Linked DNA regions of Mus musculus: regions 2 and 3 are each linked to region 1. Evidence: chromatin contacts called from public Hi-C data. All regions are on one chromosome and are shown on one strand. The core of a region is the stretch at or near the end of the contact, and the rest is flanking DNA. Distances in the headings are between cores, read along the strand shown.

Evidence for each region. A called contact is a pair of places that touch in the nucleus more often than the background predicts.
Region 2: a Hi-C map of uterus shows a contact between it and region 1, with 4 times the contacts expected there. The contact joins two enhancer-like sites. A contact is called at or near these places in 1 of 484 Hi-C or Micro-C datasets (uterus), 2 of 115 datasets of contacts at active chromatin or transcription factors (T-cell acute lymphoblastic leukemia and astrocytes) and 1 of 9 other capture datasets (adipose tissue).
Region 3: a contact with region 1 is called in a Hi-C map of uterus, with 2.3 times the contacts expected there. The contact joins two enhancer-like sites. A contact is called at or near these places in 3 of 15 datasets of contacts at CTCF or cohesin (embryonic stem cells and stem cell-derived epiblast-like cells), 46 of 484 Hi-C or Micro-C datasets (B cells, the BV-2 cell line, the HL-1 cell line and 18 more) and 6 of 115 datasets of contacts at active chromatin or transcription factors (astrocytes, embryonic stem cells, hepatocytes and 1 more).

Annotation. Positions count from the first base shown.
Region 1 is chr6:145,791,957-145,795,152 of GRCm38.p6, reverse strand. All of the region lies in intron 1 of Rassf8 (Ras association (RalGDS/AF-6) domain family (N-terminal) member 8), which reads right to left. Among named protein-coding and RNA genes, the nearest start is that of Gm15704, 45 kb to the right of the region's middle. Within about 2 kb of position 1,687, at least 58 of the 459 cell types and tissues checked have an H3K27ac peak or open chromatin away from gene starts, as enhancers often do. A contact at or near this core is called in adipose tissue and uterus, where this site is marked.
Region 2 is chr6:145,576,762-145,579,957 of GRCm38.p6, reverse strand. The region is part of intron 1 of Gm38475 (a long non-coding RNA gene); the gene reads left to right. Among named protein-coding and RNA genes, the nearest start is that of Gm38475, 36 kb to the left of the region's middle. Within about 2 kb of position 1,442, at least 32 of the 459 cell types and tissues checked have an H3K27ac peak or open chromatin away from gene starts, as enhancers often do. A contact at or near this core is called in adipose tissue and uterus, where this site is marked.
Region 3 is chr6:145,639,334-145,642,529 of GRCm38.p6, reverse strand. No RefSeq gene overlaps it. Among named protein-coding and RNA genes, the nearest start is that of Tuba3b, 25 kb to the right of the region's middle. Within about 2 kb of position 1,454, at least 16 of the 459 cell types and tissues checked have an H3K27ac peak or open chromatin away from gene starts, as enhancers often do. A contact at or near this core is called in uterus, where this site is marked.

The DNA.
Region 1 (3,196 bases), core at 438-2,937:
AACAACAAGGTTCTAAATTGCATTACCTGTACATAACTATAGCTGCTGTTGCCTCTGCAATGTATCTGACACTGCCGCTCTCTCATCCTGGCACCTTACAGATCACTTCTGTAGCACTGAACCTTAATACAGACACTCGTAGGAGCTGGAGACATGGCTCCATGGTTAAGGGTACTTGCTGCTCTTCAGAGAATCCTTTGGTTCCCAGCACCCATGCGCTGTGTCTCACACTGCCTCTAACTCCAGTAGCAGAAGACTGGCGCCCCTTCTGGCGGCACTGGAAACTGCAGTCTCTCTCTTTAGGTTACAAAAGGGCACTGAAATACTGTATTTCTACAAAACACTATTAAAATACTGAAAACACACTTAGGAAGTTACTATGTCTTAGGTATCAGAGGAGTGGCTAATGGTCCAGTAACATAGTAAGTATGTCCTGGCATCTGGGATGACCACCTTTTTGTGGTATTATGGGTTGTATTTTATAATACACAGCTGATCCTGATAACCACCCATGCTTCATGAGGAGGAAATGCATTCTTGAGGTTTTGTTCCAGGCTCAACTCCAGAGCTACTTACCTACTGGAACTGAATTTTAGAGAAAATTCAAATTCAGAATCACCACTAGCTTTTAAAAGAAATATTTCTCACTCAAATGATGCTTTTCTATTGCAAGCAGCTACCATGGGAGTTTCTGTTTCTCAATGACAGCCTGGAATTTTGCGATGGGGTCAGTACTGTTCCATGAGAGTTGCAGTCTGCACAGACAATCTGTGTGTGAAAAACACCCAATGCTGTATCTTACCTAGACAGGTAAATTTTAAAAGCCAGTTCCTGAACCCTGCTAGAGCTTTCTTAAAACAGAAATAAAGTGTAAGCATGTGGGCCCTGAGTCCCCCTCTAGGACTGTGAAATGGAAACAATGTGGATATATATTTCCACAGAAATGTCTTAGACCCCATGGCTTTTAATCAAAGATGTTTTTCTCATCTTTTGAATAAGACAATCTTTTAATCACAGGGAAAAACTAAGAATGATTTTAACATTAAGTATAAACCACCCATACCACTGACCTTCATTCTCACAAAAGGATGAGCCATTCACACATTCTATAGGATAATCTGTAACCCACAGGCAATGCTGCCCTTTACTTTGTTGCTACTTGAATTTATTTTCATCTCTGTTTTCAGCAGTCTGGGCCTCCTTGTAAGTTACTAACACCGCTCATTTAAAAAGTGAGCCACAAGAAATTAGACATTGAAAGACTGATGTGAGCCCACAACTGCCAGACAACCAGGCTGCATTAATGGCACACCAACCAAGCTGAGGATGCCGCCCGGTACCTGCCAGACAGCTGGGGCAGACAGGCTGCAGCTAGAGTATGAATCAGACAGTGTAGCTCTCTAGTCAACAGGTAAAACAAACAAACCAACAAACATGTTAAGTTATTGAGGTTTAAGGATTTATCACTAAACAGGAGTGCCAGCTGAATACTACCTGGGGTCTGGAGTTAAGGCTGACTATGCATGCAGGGCATGTGTGGTAGTAACAAGAGATACAGCCGGTAAACATGTAGCCAGAGACATTCACGGATGTGGAATGTGTGCCTGACACAGTCTGAAGTGAGGGGACATTAAGCAGAGGTGACCTGAGCTTTTTTGTTACTTTGGGGCTTATGGTTTTAGCCACCAGAGGTCACTCTTCCCTATTAGAAAGATGCAAGACAACACTGGCAAGGCTCTCCCAGCCGCTGGTTAGAGGAATGAAAGATGTGAGGGTAGATCTCCCCACCCCTTACCGCAGGCAGCAGAGAGCAGAAGACAGGAACCAGCACCAGAGACTAACAGACTTAAGTCCATCACTGAGGGCAGAGGAGAGGCTGTGGAATACTTTCCTGGCAATAGAGATCTGTGGAATAGCTGCCAAGCTAGTAAGATGTAAGGCAGAGTTGGAAGGGCTATCCAGAGTTCTTACTGTATAAATATGGCCACTCCCAGGCATTCCTCAGCTAAAGACTGCAGTGATGTTTAATATTGCTTCATAGAAGTGTAAAGTAGCCAGGGCTGCTTCAGGGCTCCACATATATGAAACCAAATAGAAGGAAGAGCCTGCACTGGTGGGCACTGGTGGGCACTGGTGGGCACTGGTGGGCACTGGTGGTGTGATTCAGAGCACAGGAGTGTGGGATGTAAGCTGAGACAATTCACATTTCTGAAAGCAGCCTGAGTTGAATAGCTAAACCCCATCTCAAAACCAAACCAAAGCAAAACAAAAGCCAGCTTAGTCTATCACTGCGCCTTCAGCCAAATATCCCACCCATCTTACGAAGGGTGAGACAAGTCTACTGCACTGTTTCAGGGGAGGCCTAGATCTGGCTGCAAGCAGGAAGCTCAAGGACGATCTACAGTGCTTCTCGATGACAAGGAACAATTCAGGAAAGACGCCTTGGTTAGCAAGGGGTTTAACCCTGACAACAGTTCCTTGTTTCACCACAAAAACATAAAGAAGGAGTGTGATAGAGAGCGAGCCGTTTCTTCATGAAGCCCTGTTTGGAGTATTGTATCCGGGACATTGACAAGGGTATTGCACATCAGTGTAACCTTGGATTCCTAAAACAACTTCCTCTACTGCAAAAGTAAAGTATGTTCACTGAAAACATCCAGAAAGTAGGAGAGGCTTTGAGGAAATAAAATCATTGCTGACTTGGGGAATGGAGCAGAGTGCAGCACGAACACTTTAAACACACAATTCCCATTGACAGTTCTGCCTCATAATTTATCTCCATCTCTCCTCAGATAACACAGCTGACAGTGTCACCAAGAACTGTGTGCTGCAGGCTGTGCCTCCTGTGTGCCCTTCCCTCACGTTTCCTGAAGTATCTTCCTCTTGGGATGACCCCACAGCATCAATGTTCTGGCCTCTCCTCTGTGCTCTCCTGTCCTGACTGCTCATCCCTCCTCCTATGCCTTCTCCCATCTGTCTGGTCCTCCCCAGCCTCCACTTGAGGATGCTCCCTCAAGGGTTAAGCATGTCTACAGAATCGCCAGGTCTACTTGCCTCTGTCCTTCCTTCTGGTGGCTTCCACTACTAGGGATGTGGTCGCTGATAGGGATGTGGCTGATAAACCTTAATTGATGTACAATAGGTCCTTGATAAAAGTTAGATTTATACTAATGATTAATGGCTTATAAATCTGATT
Region 2 (3,196 bases), core at 193-2,692, 210 kb after region 1:
AGAGTTATTCATTGACCATGTTAAATGGTAACGTCACACAGCACTGTTACTTCTAAATCTTTCCAGACCTCTAGGCTTAGGTGAGACTTCAGTAGAGCCTTAGAGGGGACTCGCTTCTCTCTCTCTCTCTCTCTCTCTCTCTCTCTCCCTCTCCCTCTCCCTCTCCCTCTCCCTCTCCCTCTCCCTCTCCCTCTCCCTCCCCCTCTCTCTCTCTGTGTGCCTTTCTGTCTGTCTGTCTCTCCCTTCCTCTCTCTCCCTTTTCCCTTTACACTACTTTGTTTTCCTATGAACACTAATACTACTTAATAAAAAATTTACATTGATTTATTTTTTTTCATGTGCTACACACTGTAACAAATATCTGGGATAAATCAACTTAGAAATAGGAAAGGTATGTTTTGACTCAGTTTCTGGTTGCCTGTTCCATGGCATCCAGCTTGTGGTAGCAATGCATTGTGGAAGGAGAAATCTTGTTCACCTTGTGGTAGTCCGGGAGTAAAGAGAGAAAGGGAGAGGGCAGGATCCGATTCTCCTAGCAAACCATGACCTCCTGTAGCTCCAGAGGCTGGGTACCAATCCTTATACACAACTCTTTGGGGTATAGTCACGACCCCTGCTATCTCATTTGTGTGAGACTTTAACTTCAGAACGTAGAATAAAAGCACGTAGTGTGGATGATCCACCAACCACTACTACTAATTGAAAATCTGAGTGAATTGTCATTTGCACGGCACCTGTTGTGAAGTAAGCACTGGGTAGATAATAGACTGCAAAGCAGTTCCCAATGCTGGTGCCTTACCTGGAGGTGGCATTGTGCAGAAAACTCTGTGAGCATCAGGGCAAGACTAAGGAGGTCGCATATTCTCAACAGCCCTCTGCCTTTTGGGCCTCTGGGCTGCTGCCAAGAAAGCAGCGCCTTTCATGGGGTCAAGAACCTTGAGGCTGTTTTGATTAATTCTTTTGAACTTGAAAGGTGCCTTTGATGTTCTTTGGAGTGTGTGAAGAGAGCTAGCATACAGGGAACTCTGAGTATACTGGCCAGTCATGCTGTTCTGTGTCCTCTCGGGTTGCGGGTTACAGCAGTATGTGGGACCGAAGTCGGCTCTCCTCCACAGCAGTCCATCTATCCCGCCTCACTGAATGACTGGGGTCTGGCTTTGAATGATCTCTCAGTTTCAGTATGACAGCTCTTGAGCACTCCCCTAGAGATTTGTTGTTTCTCCAACCCAGCTGCTCTTTCCCCAGCAAGCACGGAGTACAAGTTACTTCGTTTTGAACACAAGAGAACCCTTAGACCACTAAAAACAGAAGCAGAATCTTGGCTGCTGATGTGGAACCTGGGTGCTGTGTGGTGCAGAGCATTGCACTCTGGGAAAGAGCTTCAAGGAAAGCCTCACCAGCCCATGACAAAGCAGTGCTCGGTTTCCTGGGAAGGCTGTAACCCTGGCAAGGGAACTGCATGCACAGACTCCTCCCAATATGTGCTATTCAACCTTAGTGTAGGATCCCAGCCAGTGTGCTCAGTGGATCCCCGGCTTCCTCGTAGGCATCTTCACTCTGCTTGCAGGGTTGATAGTAAAAGCTCTGGGTCAAATTAACACGGCGCTTTGTCAGTTCATCTGTAGCCACTCTCTCACAGAGGTATTTGCATGTATGTGTAACAGAACTCATGTCAGTTAGCCAATCAGCTAGCATGCAGGGCTTCGTGTGCTGTGGCATCCTCAAGCACACTTCGTAATTTCCTACAAGTACCTTGCTGCTTCTGTCTCACATGTCTGTATCTTAGACTCCACAAGATGCCCTTCTTGGCTCCCAAACCTACAATGACAGGAACTGTGAAGTACCGACACACTCACATGCAGTCTCGCCTATGTACACTTACACACATGCTCACACAGTAAGAGGCAAAAGAGAACCTGACACGTCTGTCTCCATGTATGTTGGTGTGTGTGTGTGCATTCATAAAACAACAATTAAAGAAACGAGGTCATACATTTGAGAGAGAGCAAGGGAGAGAGTCTGTGAGAGGGGAAGTCTTGGAAGGAGGACAGGGAGGGGAGAAGTGATATAATTTCAAGCATAACTTATTAAAAAGGATCCTGAGATCTAGATCTGCTCTGAGGTTTTGCCATTTGCCGGCTTGAGAAGGCCAAGCTGCTACTCGATTTGCTGATTTGAAGTGGCCAGAGAGCAGAGCATAACCATTTCCACAACCACCCCATTTTTTAACATGATTTGTGTGTGTGTTAAAAATAAATCATCAACAAATAAATGTCTCAGCAGGCACAGCCTTTGCAGCACCTCGCTGTTTAAGTGGAGCTAAAATAGCAGTCCAGGGTAGAGCCCGAAAGAGGACATCGTGTGTCCCCTACTTGGGCCTTAAGCAGCAGCAGGTTAAGACCGGCACAAGAAAGTACCCAGGAGCCACGTAGGAGAGAGGAAGCAAGGGAAAGGTTAGGATGGACATGAAGAGGCAAGCGGGAATCTGCCTGCCCTGAGCTAGGTTGGTCCTGATGATAAAGGGTGACCTGGGTGCTGAAGGCATGAACCTGTCACAAGGTGTCCCAGATTCTGAGCAGCAATCTGGGAAATAGGGAAACTGCTTGGCTCATTTGGAGCTACCAGAATGGAGAAAGCATTGTTTGTATGGCCATTTTGATTATTTATTATATTGGAGGAGTCCAGAAATGGTGACTGGGATTTTCATACCCCACGGTTCTGACACCCACGTCAGCTCCATGGTTCTGTCACCCACGTCAGCTCGTAGTTCTGTGCTGTTTCTCGGGGACAGAGATGACACAGTGGTTATTGAGTCAGTGAAGTTAGGACTTAGATTTAGATGTAAGTGCTTGTGTGCTATGACCTTGGAAAAACATTGGCTCCTGCAGGGTGCCCTCATCTCAGGAAGCTTCGAACCATGATCCATCCTGTAACCTCAGCACCCAGAAGACGGAGGCAGAGAGACTCTGCCATCTTAGAGGTTAGCCTGGGCTCCACAGCAAATTTTAGGCTAGTCTGGACTACAGTTGAGACCTGACCCCCATTCCTCACCCAACCCAAACACACAATGAATGAGAACCCAACGCTGTGCCCACTCTGAGGCTCTGAGCTTGAGTGAAGGCACTTGTGAAACAACATTGACTGTCCCTCTCAGGACCAAATAGTTCTGAGTTCTCACCCCATTTTTACTCAGGCG
Region 3 (3,196 bases), core at 205-2,704, 150 kb after region 1:
TGTTCCACTCACTAGAGGTCTTAGGATCTCGTGTGGAATCCTGTGTGGGCCCTTGCGGGTGTCAGGCGACTCCGCTGGCAAGGTAGCCCGGGGCTCGAGTCGAGTGGAAGGGGTTTGTGCCCCAGATCAAGCCCAGGTAGCCTGCTTCCCTATGTACCACAGCCTCAGGTTCCGAGCGATTGGATTGGGGCAGGCGCTGTGTTCCACTCACCAGAGGTCTTAGGAACCCGTGGGGAGTCCTGTGTGCGCCCTTGCGGGTGTTGGGCAAGACTCTGCTGGCAAGGTAGCCCGGGGCTCAAGTCAAGCGGAAGGGACTTGTGCCCCAGATCAGGCCCGGGTAGCCTGCTTCCCTATGTACCTCAGTCTCAGGTTCCGCGCGATTGGATTGGGGCAGGTGCTGTGTTCCACTCATCAGAGGTCTTATGATCCCGTGGGGAGTCCCGTGTGGGCCCTTGCGGGTGTTGGGCAAGACTCTGCTGGCAAGGTAGCCCGGGGCTCGAGTCGAGCGGAAGGGACTTGTGCCTCTTCTTCAGTATTTTAACAGGAATCTTTTCCTAAGTCTTTTTTTCTCTTTGCCATTTGGTTATATGCCCGGACTGACAGAAGCAGAGCTGATTTGATTTCACCTAGCACATTTGTGAGGGAATAAAAAAAGGAAGTTTTGGGAAATAACTTTCCCTAGACTCACAAATGAGGTGGAGTAACATATATCCCTCCCCCATCCCCACCCCTTGTTCCTAAAAAACAAGATAAAAATAGATCCTCTCTTCCACAACTGAAAGGGTTTGTTTATTTCCATTCTTTATAGTTGATGCCCTCCTCAAGGTAATGCCTGTATAAAGGGACATCATTATAGTTGCCTGGTTGTATAAAACACACACACACACAGACAGAGAGAGACAGAGTATGAGAGAAAGAGAGAGAGAGGAAGAGAGAGAGAGAGAGATTGATTGATTGATTGGTTTTCTTCTTGATGGGAAAAGTTGTATCTACTTCTATGTACTCCTACTTGGGTCACAGCAGTTACCAAGCCTCCAGAACAGACCTTTAGCTGGAGTATTTATTTTATTGGCACATCAGCACAGGACACTGCCGTTACAGTCTGAGGTTGCACAAGTACATTGTTAAAGTTGGAAGGAATTTTCTGGAAGAAAACAGATTTTCACTCCCACATGATTTTGATTTTATAGTAGACAATAACTTTTGGAATTCCTATTAAAGAAGAGGGCTGGTTTTCATAGATGCTTCTAGAAAAAACAATCCTGTCTTCTGCCAATAGGCAATCTTAAAAAACTGCATAGGTGCCTGTGAGCCCCTCAGTTAGCCTGCGGACTTACTGCTCTGCCCATTAACACAGATGTTTACTATCTGGTGTGACCTCGGATCTAAGAGAAGCTAACTCTGGGGTTACAGTTGGAAGAGCAGAATCTTGGCAGTGGTTCTGTAACTATTTATAGAAACAATCTGCTTTTTTTTTTTTTTGCTGGCCAAAAGTCTTCACAAATGAAGTAACAGAGGCCGGTGTTCAGATGTTTGTTTCTGGGCATTTGGTTGTTTATAAATGGTTGTCTTCTAGATCGTTTTCCAAAAAATGTCTTTCCTTATACACCAGAGGACACTGTTTTTAACAAACAAGGACAATAACAGGTCATTGTCATGGGATCAAGACTTCAAACAGATTGTTTCTTCTCTTCTTCTGGGTATTCTGGAAGAGTGCCTGAAACCCTGCACAAGGCTCGATGCACAGCTGGAGGTGAAGTTAGAACAGTCACCTCAGGGTTCCACGAGGCTGAAGTCTGTCACAAGCAGCAGACAGGTGTCACAGAGCTGAATTTCCTCCCTTGTCCCAAGTTCAGAAAAGTTAAAAAATAGACTAATGATCCATGATTATCATAAAGTATCTAAGACAATCCATTCATCAAGAGAAAAAACTTATTTTAGCTCACAGTTTGGAGATAGCAATCCATGTTGGCTGACTCCATTCCTTTGGAGCCTGTGGGGAGGCAACTCGGCATGGCTGGCAGTTGTGTTGGAACAAAAGGCAGTCTCTTTGTGGCCCAGACACGAAAAGGAGAGAAGGAAACAGGCAGGACACATTCCTTGGAGGGCATGCCTTTATGACTGGAGGACATCTACCTTTTTAAACCCTTCACTGTCTTCAACAGTGCCAGGTAAGGGTCTAAGTTTGTACATGGACCAGCAGAAGCCTTTGTGATCCAAAAGACAGCACGCAATACGGCCTTCATGGAAGATGGGGAGCCCTGTATTACTAGGAAGACTTGGTTAAGGATGTTGAGGACCAACAGCTTTACCAGATGAGAACCCTGTGAGCTGTACAGTTCACCGGTGTGACAAGTTATGCCCACTGGTGCACAAGTGGCACAGACGTTATGAGAGTAACCAAATACTTTCTGGGTGGATTTAAGCCCTGCTCCACAGGGATAAGTGCAGGCCTGTTACTATCAGTTCACTCAAGAGCCCATGGCTGGGCAGCTCATGGGCCCAGGGACGAGGCCACTACTATTATTCTGCTAAGTGGACAAAGTATTAAAGTGACCTCTGAGTCTGTGGCCCTTTATTCGTAGATTAAATGTGAGCTCTCAGATCTCATCAAGGTTCCTTTGTGTAGTGGGCAGCAATTAAAGTGGAAACCCAGCACCAGCTGAAGTGCAGAGAATAAGACACTGGAGTGTTCCACGCTAAATGGAACGTGTACATTGCATCCTTCCCCTAGGCCCAGGGACCATCACAGAGGAGGTGGCAGAAATATTGTAAAGGTCAGAGGTTGGGGAGAGCAGGTTCCCTTGGGGGGGGGTGAGGACAATGTCTTCTGATCTTGACAGGACGGCTGCCCTCATGAACTCACAGCAGCAGTGGCCGCCTGAACAAGACCCATATAGAAGATGAAACCAGTCAGCCTTCCAGCACCGGGGTAAGCACGCATGAGCTCGCCCGACCTGCCTTAGTTAGGGTTTCTGTTTTTGTGAAGAGACACCATGACCACAACAACTCCCTAAGAGAGAACATTTACTTGGGGCTGGCTTAATAGGTTCAGAGGTTTAGTTCCTTATTGTCACAGTGAGAGGCATGGTGGCATGCAGGCAGACACGGTGCTGGAGAGGTAGCTGAGACTTCTACATCTTGATTGTCAGGCAGTAGGAAGAGAAAGTGGCACTTGTCCAGCCTTGAACATCTG